2 separate regions of the Pan troglodytes genome follow, and region 1 is linked to region 2. The links are chromatin contacts, called in public Hi-C maps. All regions are on one chromosome and are shown on one strand. Each heading gives the region's core, a stretch centred on a gene start, on an enhancer-like site or on the middle of the called end of the contact. The rest is flanking DNA. Distances are from core to core; before and after follow the strand shown.

Region 1 (5,258 bases), core at 2,229-4,728, 130 kb before region 2:
GTCCTTCAACCCAAACCCTACCACACATCCTAACTTTGAAGGTCTGGAAGATGCAGCCATCCTTTACATTTGTTCCCAGGCACACCCAAATGTCCTTTCAGTCTCTAAAGATTAAGGAATTGGCCATGATACGGCTGGAAAGCCCTGGACCATATCCTGTTTGAACTCGTTCACCGTGGCATTCAGGCAGGTTGTTTGGCCAACCACTCTGTGAGGCTAGGGTTAAATGCCCACGTATAAAACAGACATGAGAACATTTATCTCCCAGGACTGTGGTGGGTATTAAAGAGGGTATTTTATTATGTGAAAGTACGGCCCAGATGTGAATACTGTAACTTCGGAAAGAATTCTTACCCCCCACTCTTGTGAATTATCAAACTTTCTCATCATTCTCCATCTGTTGCTCAAAATGCAGGTAAAGAATAGCAGAAAAAGAGAGAGGAACTCTCACAAACCCATCCTGCTCCTGCTCACTGGGTCATTAGAAACAAAACAGATCTGGTGAAGGGTCTGCTCTAAAGCAGCTTGGTGAGTCACGGTCTGAGATCCCTGGGATATGCCAGAAATAGAACAAGCCAAAAAAAAAAAAAAAGAAGGAATAAAGTTGAGACTCAAAACACTGAAAGTAATGGAACTGGAAATGCCTTTGAAAATTCTCATGGTCACGCTGAATGGCCACAGTCTGGGCTTTATCTTTCCCAGACCGTTACACTATTTGAAGTGGTTTGTTTTTAAAAACATAGGTGCGCTGCCTCTTTTCATTCAGGTAATCTGTGCTTTGTTCAAACCAATTATACTGAGCTTCTGCTCTGTTTGCCCAAATATTGCAAAACCACTCCAGGCCTAAATGGCAGGAAAATACAGAGTATTAGCCATGACTTATGAAATGATCTCCCTTCCACAACCACACCCTCCCCCTCATCTACCCATTTGTTAACTCTAGACACTAGAACCAACGGCCCCCTTCCACTCTAGAACCTTTCTTGCAATGGGTATTTGAATGTCTCAAGTACAACAGCCCAGTTCATACAAATATTTTCATGGCTAAAATTCTACTCATTCTGCTCCATGGCTTAGCCCCTGAGGGTAGAGGGTTTTTTTGCTGCAACCTCAGTACAGCCCATCAGCTGAGGTCACAAGCTCCACACCAGCAGCGCTGTGCAGCCTCCTCAGCAATGGATGCAGGGGTCCAGCTGGCCCATAGTAAATTGATAGCCACTCCCCTCCCACCCTCCAGTCCCATGCAATGAATTCAGCCTCCTGGATACTGAGACTGAAGTACACTTATGCCATAGCTGCAGGCTACTGAGATAGCCTTGTTTAGATAATTACCACTGGTAAACAGCCCTTTGCAAGCACAGCCCACATTAATTTTCCTTTTTGTTTGGTTAAAGATAGAAAAATACTACAGTGGTGAGAAAACATTGGCCAAGCAGAAACACCCTTCTATTTTTTTGCTTTTCAGTTACAGCTACTTAAGAATGTTCCTCTCTCACTCCATCCCCTCCACCATGACCAAAGAGCAGCCTCCAGAACAGGTCCCTCACACAGGACTTTGGATACTCTCCCTACCAGAGTCATACAGAAAACTGCCTGCAAGATCAGGAACAGAACCCCAGCTTTCCAATTCCTAGTCTGTTGCCAACACCATCCCTATGTGCTTGGACATCTCAAACTCATTTTCAATTTAAGCCCAGTAATCGCCTCCTTACTAGGATCTCCAGCCTTCACCTGCAGGTGCATTTACACACAGTTTGTGGGTGGGAAGGTATCAAATGAGGGTCTTCTTTTCTGCTTCCTTTCTGCTTCTTCCTGCACCTTCAGCCTTGGGTGTGGGTGCAGGCCCAGCAGAGATACCAGGTGCAGGCCAAGCAGAGACACCACCTCTCTCCCTCCCTCATGGTCACTGTTCCTAAGTCCCAAATCCTTACCTCCCATCTAGAACAATGATACCCATTCCTTAGAGTGAGAAGACACTCTGCTTCTTCTCATCTGATGCCCTGACCTGACAAATTGGACCAGATAGAGATGTGTGTGTTGCAGGGGTGGGGGGCAGTTTAAGAAGGGATGGGGGAACCCCTGACAGTAAATTGGGAGGGGAAGGGAATAGAGGGGTGAAACCAGTCTGGAATCAAAGAGTTAAACTTCACTGCCAACCTGTTGGCTACCTTGGCTGTAGCAGTTCATCCCCTCCTTATATCTGAGCCTCCTCTTCCAAGTAGATCAGCTATCATTCAAGATACTTCCCATTGCTGGCAGTGAGAAATGTATTCTGCCCCAAGCCTATCAATTACACCCCTCTTTGTCACAATGTTCATTTTTCACAGCATTCTGGAGGAAAACCTTAAACGCAAACACGCTGCCCATTCTTTAAGCAAAAAGGAAATAAATACATGAGCATAAGTATGCAATGCACATTCTGAATCTAGATAGGGATTTAGCTTGCTAAGATTTCCCTCCATCCTCCCAGCCCACTGCCCCATTTTTGTTGCTCTGTAATTTGCTAATTCTTTTGTCTCTCATCACAAATACCAGAGGGTCACACAGCTGCTTGTCTGTGATGCAATCAGTTTTCTTTTTACAGAAAAAGGTCTATAAGGTTTGCTTTTGCTGTTTTCTTGGGGCTTTACAACAAATTCTCCTATACTTTGGAGAATTTGCCAATATCCTAAAGCCACTACGTTCTGTCTCCCGACAAGCAAAATATTCCAGAAGAGACCTGCAAATAAAAGTCCCGGCCAGGCATTATGTACAACCCACCCAGAGATGGCCCACAGGCACCCAGGAACTGGTGGCTATGGAGCGCCATCAGCTATAAACTAGCTTTGCTTCTACTGCTCCAAACCTTGTGTTGAAGAGATGGTACTCACATCCGAGGGGCTGTCCTCTCTGTTCTACATCGTGTTCAGTTTCTGGATAACTGTGGTCAATTCTTTCCTGGAGAGATCATTAGCTTCCTAGGGCTGTCACTCCCAGCAAATCTGCAGTGATTTACGTTACAATGCTCGCTGCCTTTTCCCGTTAGCCTCCTCTGCTGATGCTGGCCAAATCACATCTAAAAGCTTATTAAGACATCCATTCAGCTTGCAATGTTTTGTGGCTTGCTAGTCTGCTCGTCACAGCTTCTGAAAGTCTTGTGTCTGCAGATTTTCACGGACTGCTCCCTCCTGCCAGCAGAGGACCTGTAACACTGCCCCGATTGAAGTCAGGGAACAATTCACAGATCGGAGGAACATTTCTGAATGACGCTCAGATGACAGAGAAACGAAGTTTGCATAATTTCAGCAGTAATGCAAGAAAAGATGAGTGTGCGTGTTGTAAGGGAGGGAGGGATGCAGAAAGGGTTGAAATCTGTAATAAACTGCCTCCAAGAAAACAGGAAAATGCTTGCTTTGTGGGAGCAGTGGAGCCCAGACACTCCACCCTCCTCGGCAGAGAGTTCCAGCACAGTGACTGCGGCAGCACAGGAGACAAGGGTCTGGCTGAGCAGCTGTTCCCGACGTTTGTCTCACAAATACTCCTCTGAACAGTCTCTGCCGGGGAGGGGGAAGGGAGTAAACAGGGAACTGAGCCCCTTCAGAAGCTGTTCCGAGTGCTGTCGACTGCCCTAAACTTGCAAGCGTGTGCTCCAGCCCACTTGTTGAAGCAACAGAAATCTAATTCCCACCTGGAGAGATCATAGAAAGGAGAGGGCTTTCATTTTGACTTGAGCCAATATCCCCACATTTTCCTCTATGTCTCTAAGGACAGAATTTTTGGTCCCAGAGATGGGGAAATTACTCTGTCAGCACAAACCCTCTTACCACCTGCCGTCCTAAAGCATTGCCCTATTTCCCCAAGGGTAATGGGGCAATGGAATGGACTGCAATCCTGCTTTGGTCATCATTTGCCTTACACCAAGGGCAGGAGAATAGCTGGAGACTCTGGCGGGTGCATTGCAAAGAGGCTGAATCCCACTGGGGAAACAAATTGCCAGCAGAATAACACAAGCTTAAAAAAAAAAATACACAACCGTCATACTAGTTATCCAAAAGCAATCACTACTGGGTTACTGTGATCACCACTGGGGGACAAGTAAGGCTGCAACAGAGAGGAATGTGACTCAATCCGTACTTTAAAGAAACTCATCATCTGGCCACTGAAAAGCCATGATCAGGGCCCAAAAGTCCAGTTGCCAGAAGATAAGTGTAAACTGAGTGGGAAGGAAGAATAAAGCAAGGAGTGGTTCATTTTCTTACAGCTTCCAGAACACTTCCTCCTTCTGAGAAGATCTACTCCCACAGGTAGGGCCCTTAACACAGTACTACCCATGAGGACACTCAGCACTGACTGCTCACGGAACCTGGTGCCCACCAGGACTATTTGCGAAAGAAGGGAAATGACAGGGTGGACACGCTCTGCTTTAGCAAGCCCATGACTCATTATAAATACACCCCACTGTCACAAAGAAACAAGTATGTTTATTTCTTGAGCCATTTAAAGCACAAAAACTCTCTGCTTCTAACTCTGTCACTGAATCTTTTGAAATAACCACCTCTGCAGGAGGCATAGAGGCTGTTACAGTGAAAGCTGAGTGACATCTGAATATTATTCAGGAAACCTGTGACATACCCTTCCAAGAAAAGCTGCTTACAGATGTAAAAATCACATAGGAGGAATAAGCACATATCACCGAATAAAGATGTGACTGACAGAAGGCTTGGGAGGTAGAGACCGTCCCTTTTTATGTAGGACAATAACTTATTGACTGACCAGCACTGCTAGACCACCAGAGCCTCCAAGTCAGGGCTGGGCACTCCCATCACTTGGCAAATGACCATGCGCATACTCAAAGTTCAGACCAAGTGTTATCTCTGCTAAGCCTTCTGCTGTCCCTGCCTTGCCCTAGACAAGACGACCATTCCCTCATCTGTGCACCTACTGTTTTTCTTTTTTCTTTTTTTTTTGGAGACAAAGTCTCGCTCTTGTCCCCCCAGGCTAGAGTGCAATAGCGCAATCTCGGCTCACTGCAACCTCGGCCTCCCAGGTTCAAGTGATTCTCCTGCCTCAGCTTCCCGAGTAGCTGGGATTACAGACGACTACCATGATGCCTGGCTAATTTTTGTATTTTAGCAGAGACGGGGTTTCACCATGTTGGCCAGGCTGGTCTCAAACTCCTGACCTGAGGTGATCCAAATGCCTCAGCCTCCCAAAGTGCTGGGATTATAGGCGTGAGCCACCGTGCCCAGCCAGCACCTACAGTTTTCTATAAGCTTCTG
Region 2 (5,009 bases), core at 540-3,039:
CGACTTTGAGACTTTCGGCTTTTTTGTGGTTTGTATCTTACCCTCAATAGCCTGCTTTTAAGTTCAATAATAATGCTCCTTGAGAAAAAAAGAAAAATAAAGAATGCTCCAGGTTATTGTGGAAATGCTTGTTGGGAAACTTCCTTTCCTCAGGGTTTTTCATATAAGCAAGGGAAAAAGTTAACACAACATCCAGAATAGTGGTTCCTTGGGTGGGAGGCGAGAAGTGAGTGGATGGCAATGGAGAGGGGTACTCAGGGGCTCCAGGGGCCTGGGGATGTTCTAGTTCTTCAGCCGGGTGACGCGTACTTGGGTGTGATCTATTATTATTCTTTACATTGCACTCTAAGGTTTATACTGTCTGAGTGTATGATGTATTTCACAGTGGCAGCACCAGCATCTCTATACAAGAAGGAGGCCTTGGGAGTTGGAAGTGTGCCTTGTCTCTAAGCTGAGTTGGATCGCAGGCAGTCTGCTTTTACATGGAGCATATGCTTATCTGGAAAGGCTTTGGGGAGGCTGATGAGTTTAAGTGGGAGACTAAGATTAATTTTTGGTGCCACCATGAAAAAACAAGGAGTTAATAAATTCACATTTTTAAAAATTACCATTGGTTTATACCTCCCAACACTGCGACTAGTTGTTTTCTGGTCTCTTTAATTCCTCTTCATCCCTCTTCTACCCTTCCCCCATCTCCAGTATGACCTAGAGGGCAGAAAATGCTCCCCAATTTTAATTTGTATCCCTAATTTTTAAAAGATTTTTTGTTACCATATGCTAAACAAATACTAAAGATGACAAAGTGTAACATGTATCGGTATAGACACACCTACTACATTCAAGAACAAGGCTGCAGACCAGTACGGTGGCTCACACCTGTAATCCCAACACTTTGGGAGGCTGAGACAGGAGGAGTTCGAGACCAGCTTGGGCAACACAGTGAGACTCTGTCTCTAGTAAAATAAAAAAATTCAAAATTAGCCAGGTGTGGTGGTCCCAGGCTGAGGTGGGAAGATCGGTTGAGCTAAGGAGGTCAAAGCTTACAGCCTGGGCAACAGAGCGAAACTCTGTCTCAAAACAACAAAAACCCCACCAGGGCTGCTATTGGTGTCTTGGGGATGAGAAACCCCCAATCGGTATACCACGGATGGGACCACCTTGGACCCAGGTGTGTTTGTCTTCATTGCCCAAGTTCTTTCCACTTAACACTGGCCTAACAGAACCTAAGCATGAATGAATTCAACATCCAACAGGTTCGCAAAAGGTGTCTAACACACAAGAGTACAATGCCAAGCATTTCATTCCCATCACTTCACTGCATGAACACAATACTACGAGGTTATGTACAATACCTGCAGTTTCGAGTTCTAAAAACTAAGGTTTAAAGAAGTGGGTTTTCCAAAGTCACATACCTAACAAGTGGTGGAGTCAGAACTCCATCTCACGGGCCCGAAGTGGCTCTTTACTACCACGTGACCCATCTCATGCTACCTCGCGGGGGAAACATTCTTGACCAGCTTTGAGACATTCAAGTCCCTCTTGGGTCACAAATAATGCTGCACTTCCCCTCCAGTCCCCGAGATCTACCGGAAGCAACACACTTAAAAGCCCAAGATAAGCTTGGGTGAGCTGATGTCTGGACCCAAACCAGACAGCACGCCGACTCTCTGGACCCCGGGAGATGCCACTTGCTGAGGCTTCGCCGATGGGGCTCCTGAGGGGTATCGGCCCCTCTCCTGCGACTGCACCCTAGTGCTGTCGTCCAGGGCGGGGAGGGACGGGGTCATTCGGAGGCGGCCGCAGGCCAGGGACGTACCCTCCTACGCGCCGCAGACCGCGGGGTACTCGGACCCCCGCCCCCACCGCCCTTCCTTCAAACTGCGAGCGAGCAGGAGAACGAGGGACGAGCCCCAGAAGAAAGTTCTCCACCTCCCTCGCCCGAAGTTCCATATTCCAGGGAGGCAACTGATGCCAGGCGAAGAGGGAGGCGCCCCGGGGGGACCCCCTCGCGCCGGGCGTTTTCGGAGGCCGCAGGCCAGGGGGCGAGGCGCGGTGTCCGGGTCTCCCCCGCGGGCAGTCGGCGATCCTGGGGTGCCGAGGGAGCAGCGCCCCCTTCCCCCGACAGCGTCCTCCCCGACCTGAGGCGCCCACCCCGGTGTAAGCGGGGGTCCCAGGGAGCCGGCGAGGTCGCCTGGTACCTTTCTCTCCCGCGCCGGACGTCCGCGCCGCAGGGACCAAGGCCGGCGACACGGTGGGGGGCGAGGGGCGAAGACGGGGACTGGCTCCCGCTGGCTCCGGCGGCCCCAGGGCCTCGGCGCCGCCCAGCGCCGTGCCTCCAGCCGCCCGCGCGCCAGGCAGCGCTCTCGGCTCCTGCGGGTTACCTGTGGCCGAGCCCGCCGCGCCCGCCGCCGCAGGGCCCTCTGCCCCGTCCCGCCGACCCCGCCCCACCCCGCCGGCGGCTCCTACGCCGGTGCCGCAGCGCCTCCCAGCGGCGAGCCGGGGCACGGCAGGGACCCTCGCGAGAGAGAGGTGGCACCCCGGAGGCCCTGGGGCTGGCCCCGATCTGCAGCCCTCTCCTGGGTGGGGCCACCGCCTTCTGAAGAGTGGGAGGAAGGGGGACTATAGTAGGGTGAGGTTTTCCGCGTGGGGGTTGCCAGGAAGTGTATTGGAAGGGGAGGAGAATTAGCAGGAGGAACCTCCCACCTTCACTCAATTCGTGGCCAAGTGGATATTTCAATATAACCATAGCTCACTTAACTGGGGCTGCTCAGTACAAACTGAACAACAATGATGAATGACCCAGATTTATTGGGGTAGCTGGAGAGCGGAAAGGAAGCCTTTATTTCTAACAGCTTGACTATAAGTATCTTGTTGGAATCATCCCATATGGAAATGGCAAAAGCATTGAGCGAGCCTGACCCCCATATTCATATCACACTTTACATACCATTATCTCAGTCTGGTTTTGTCTATTTTCATTCACAGCCACTTCTTCAATACCTAGAAGAGCTCCCTGAACACAGGAAGCATTCAATAAGCTACTGTTGAATACATGTAAGATGGATGGGATCTCATTCCACCCTTTGAAGAAGCATGGACAGGTATCTGCTCTCCAAAGGCGGAGAGATGGAAGAGGAGGCAAGCAGCACCCTAAAATGGACTATCAATCTTACCTGAGGTTTTGGGACAAGCTTATCACGAATCTGATTTTTTTTTTCTTTCTTTCTTATAATTTTTTTTTTGAGACGAAGTCTCACTCTGTCACCCAGGCTGGAGTGCAATGGCGCGATCTAGGCTCACTGCAACCTCCGCCTCCCAGGTTCAAGTGATTCTCCTGCCTCAGCCTCCTGAGTAGCTGGGATTACAGGTGCCCACCACCACCCCTGGCTAATTTTTGTATTTTTAGTAGAGATGGGGTTTCACCATATTGGTCAGGCTGGTCTCGAACTCCTGACCTCGTGATCCTCCAGCCTCAGCCTCCCAAAGTGCTGGGATTACAGGCATGAGCCACTGCACCCAGCCGACTTTTCTTATTCCCTCTGAAACAGGCCTGGTTTCCAGGAGAAAAGAAACATGATGATTTCTTCCTTTTCCTTAAGATGTTTGTTTCCCTCTCTCCTTCAGGGATCATTAGGCAGGAGAGATCCCAAGAGCCTGTTTCCACACTAGGAAGGGGAAGTTCTTGATTTTCTCCTACTGCTTCTGAAATTTCCCCAACCCCATAGTCACAGCTGCAGTTTTACCTAACAGGATGTGAAATCTCTCTTCTGAGTATCCTTTGGCCTTTTCCAGACTTTTTTTTCCCCCTTAAGATAGGGCCTTGCTGTGTCACCCAGGCTGAAGTGCAGTAGCCCACTGCAGTCTTGAACTCCTGGGCTCAAGCAATCCTCCTGCCTCTGCCTCCTGAATAGTTGGGATTACAAGTATGCACCACCATGCCCAGCTAATTTTTTTATGTTTAACACAGAGGAGGTCAAGGCTGGTCTTGAACTCCTGGGCTCAAGCAATCCTCCAGCTTCAGCCTCCCAAAGTGTTGGGATTACAGGTGTGAGCCACCGCGCCCAGCCCTTCTTCAGATTTGTGCCCCATTCCTGTTGCTCTACACCTGGAGCTGATAGAAGAACACATTTCCTTTCTCTGCTGGCTTGTAGCTCCAGGTTTCTCTCCAGGCAGGTTACTAATGAGTTCCTAGATAACCCTCAAAGTCAAAGTTTGTACACATGACCTTTCTTTTTATTTTTTGAGATGGAGTTTTGCTTTTATTGCCCAGGCTAGAGTGCAGTGGTGCAATCTCGGCTCACTGCAACCTCCACCTTCTGGTTTCAAGCAATTCTCCTGCCTCAGCCTCCCAAGTAGCTGGGATTACAGGTGCCTGCCACCACGCCCAGCTAATTTTTTTGTATTTTTAGTAGAGACGGAGTTTCACCATGTTGGTCAGGCTGATCTCAAACTGCTGACCTTGTGATCCACCTGCCTCAGCCTCCCAAAGTGCTGGGATTACAGGCGTGAGCCACCGCGCCCAGCCACATGACCTTTCAATGTGATCATTTCTCTCTTGTACTTTTCCACATTGAGTTTTCCTAGCTAGTCCCCCGAATAAACTTCCAAAGATGCAAATGCTCAGTTTCCCTGATAGGCTTTTAAAACATCACCAGAAAGTCACATTGAGATGAGATTTTAAGTTATATTTGTGGGTAGTCAGAGCAATGACCCCGAAAGAAACAGAAAGCCCAAGCCAGGCTGCAAGACATGTGAGCGCTCCTGGGAACTGACTGGTCTGCTTTTGTTCCCAGACTTTGATTAATGGGGATTCCTGGCAGGAGGTCTCATGAGAGCCAAAGCAGGCAGTGGCTGAGCTGCTTGGAGATCTTGCTTGCTTATCTCCAAGTGGGCAGACAGTCTTTGGGCGACCAACGAAGAAGACTCCTAAATCTCCCTCTTTATGAGGAGGGCTCCCAGGCTGCAGCTCTGTTCTTGCCCCTACGTTCAGCTCAATCACAGCCAGCCTC

What was found. Hi-C and Micro-C count contacts between places; a contact is called where the count stands out from the background.
Region 1: a contact with region 2 is called in a Hi-C map of stem cell-derived neural progenitor cells, with 3 times the contacts expected there. The contact joins two enhancer-like sites. A contact is called at or near these places in 1 of 7 Hi-C or Micro-C datasets (stem cell-derived neural progenitor cells) and 1 of 1 datasets of contacts at active chromatin or transcription factors (stem cell-derived excitatory neurons).

What each region holds. Positions count from the first base shown.
Region 1 is chr5:101,555,636-101,560,893 of NHGRI_mPanTro3-v2.0_pri, reverse strand. No RefSeq gene overlaps it. Among named protein-coding and RNA genes, the nearest start is that of ANKRD6, 3.7 kb to the left of the region's middle. Within about 2 kb of position 3,478, at least 10 of the 24 cell types and tissues checked have an H3K27ac peak or open chromatin away from gene starts, as enhancers often do. A contact at or near this core is called in stem cell-derived neural progenitor cells, where this site is marked.
Region 2 is chr5:101,425,576-101,430,584 of NHGRI_mPanTro3-v2.0_pri, reverse strand. No RefSeq gene overlaps it. Among named protein-coding and RNA genes, the nearest start is that of RRAGD, 21 kb to the right of the region's middle. Within about 2 kb of position 1,789, at least 12 of the 24 cell types and tissues checked have an H3K27ac peak or open chromatin away from gene starts, as enhancers often do. A contact at or near this core is called in stem cell-derived neural progenitor cells, where this site is marked.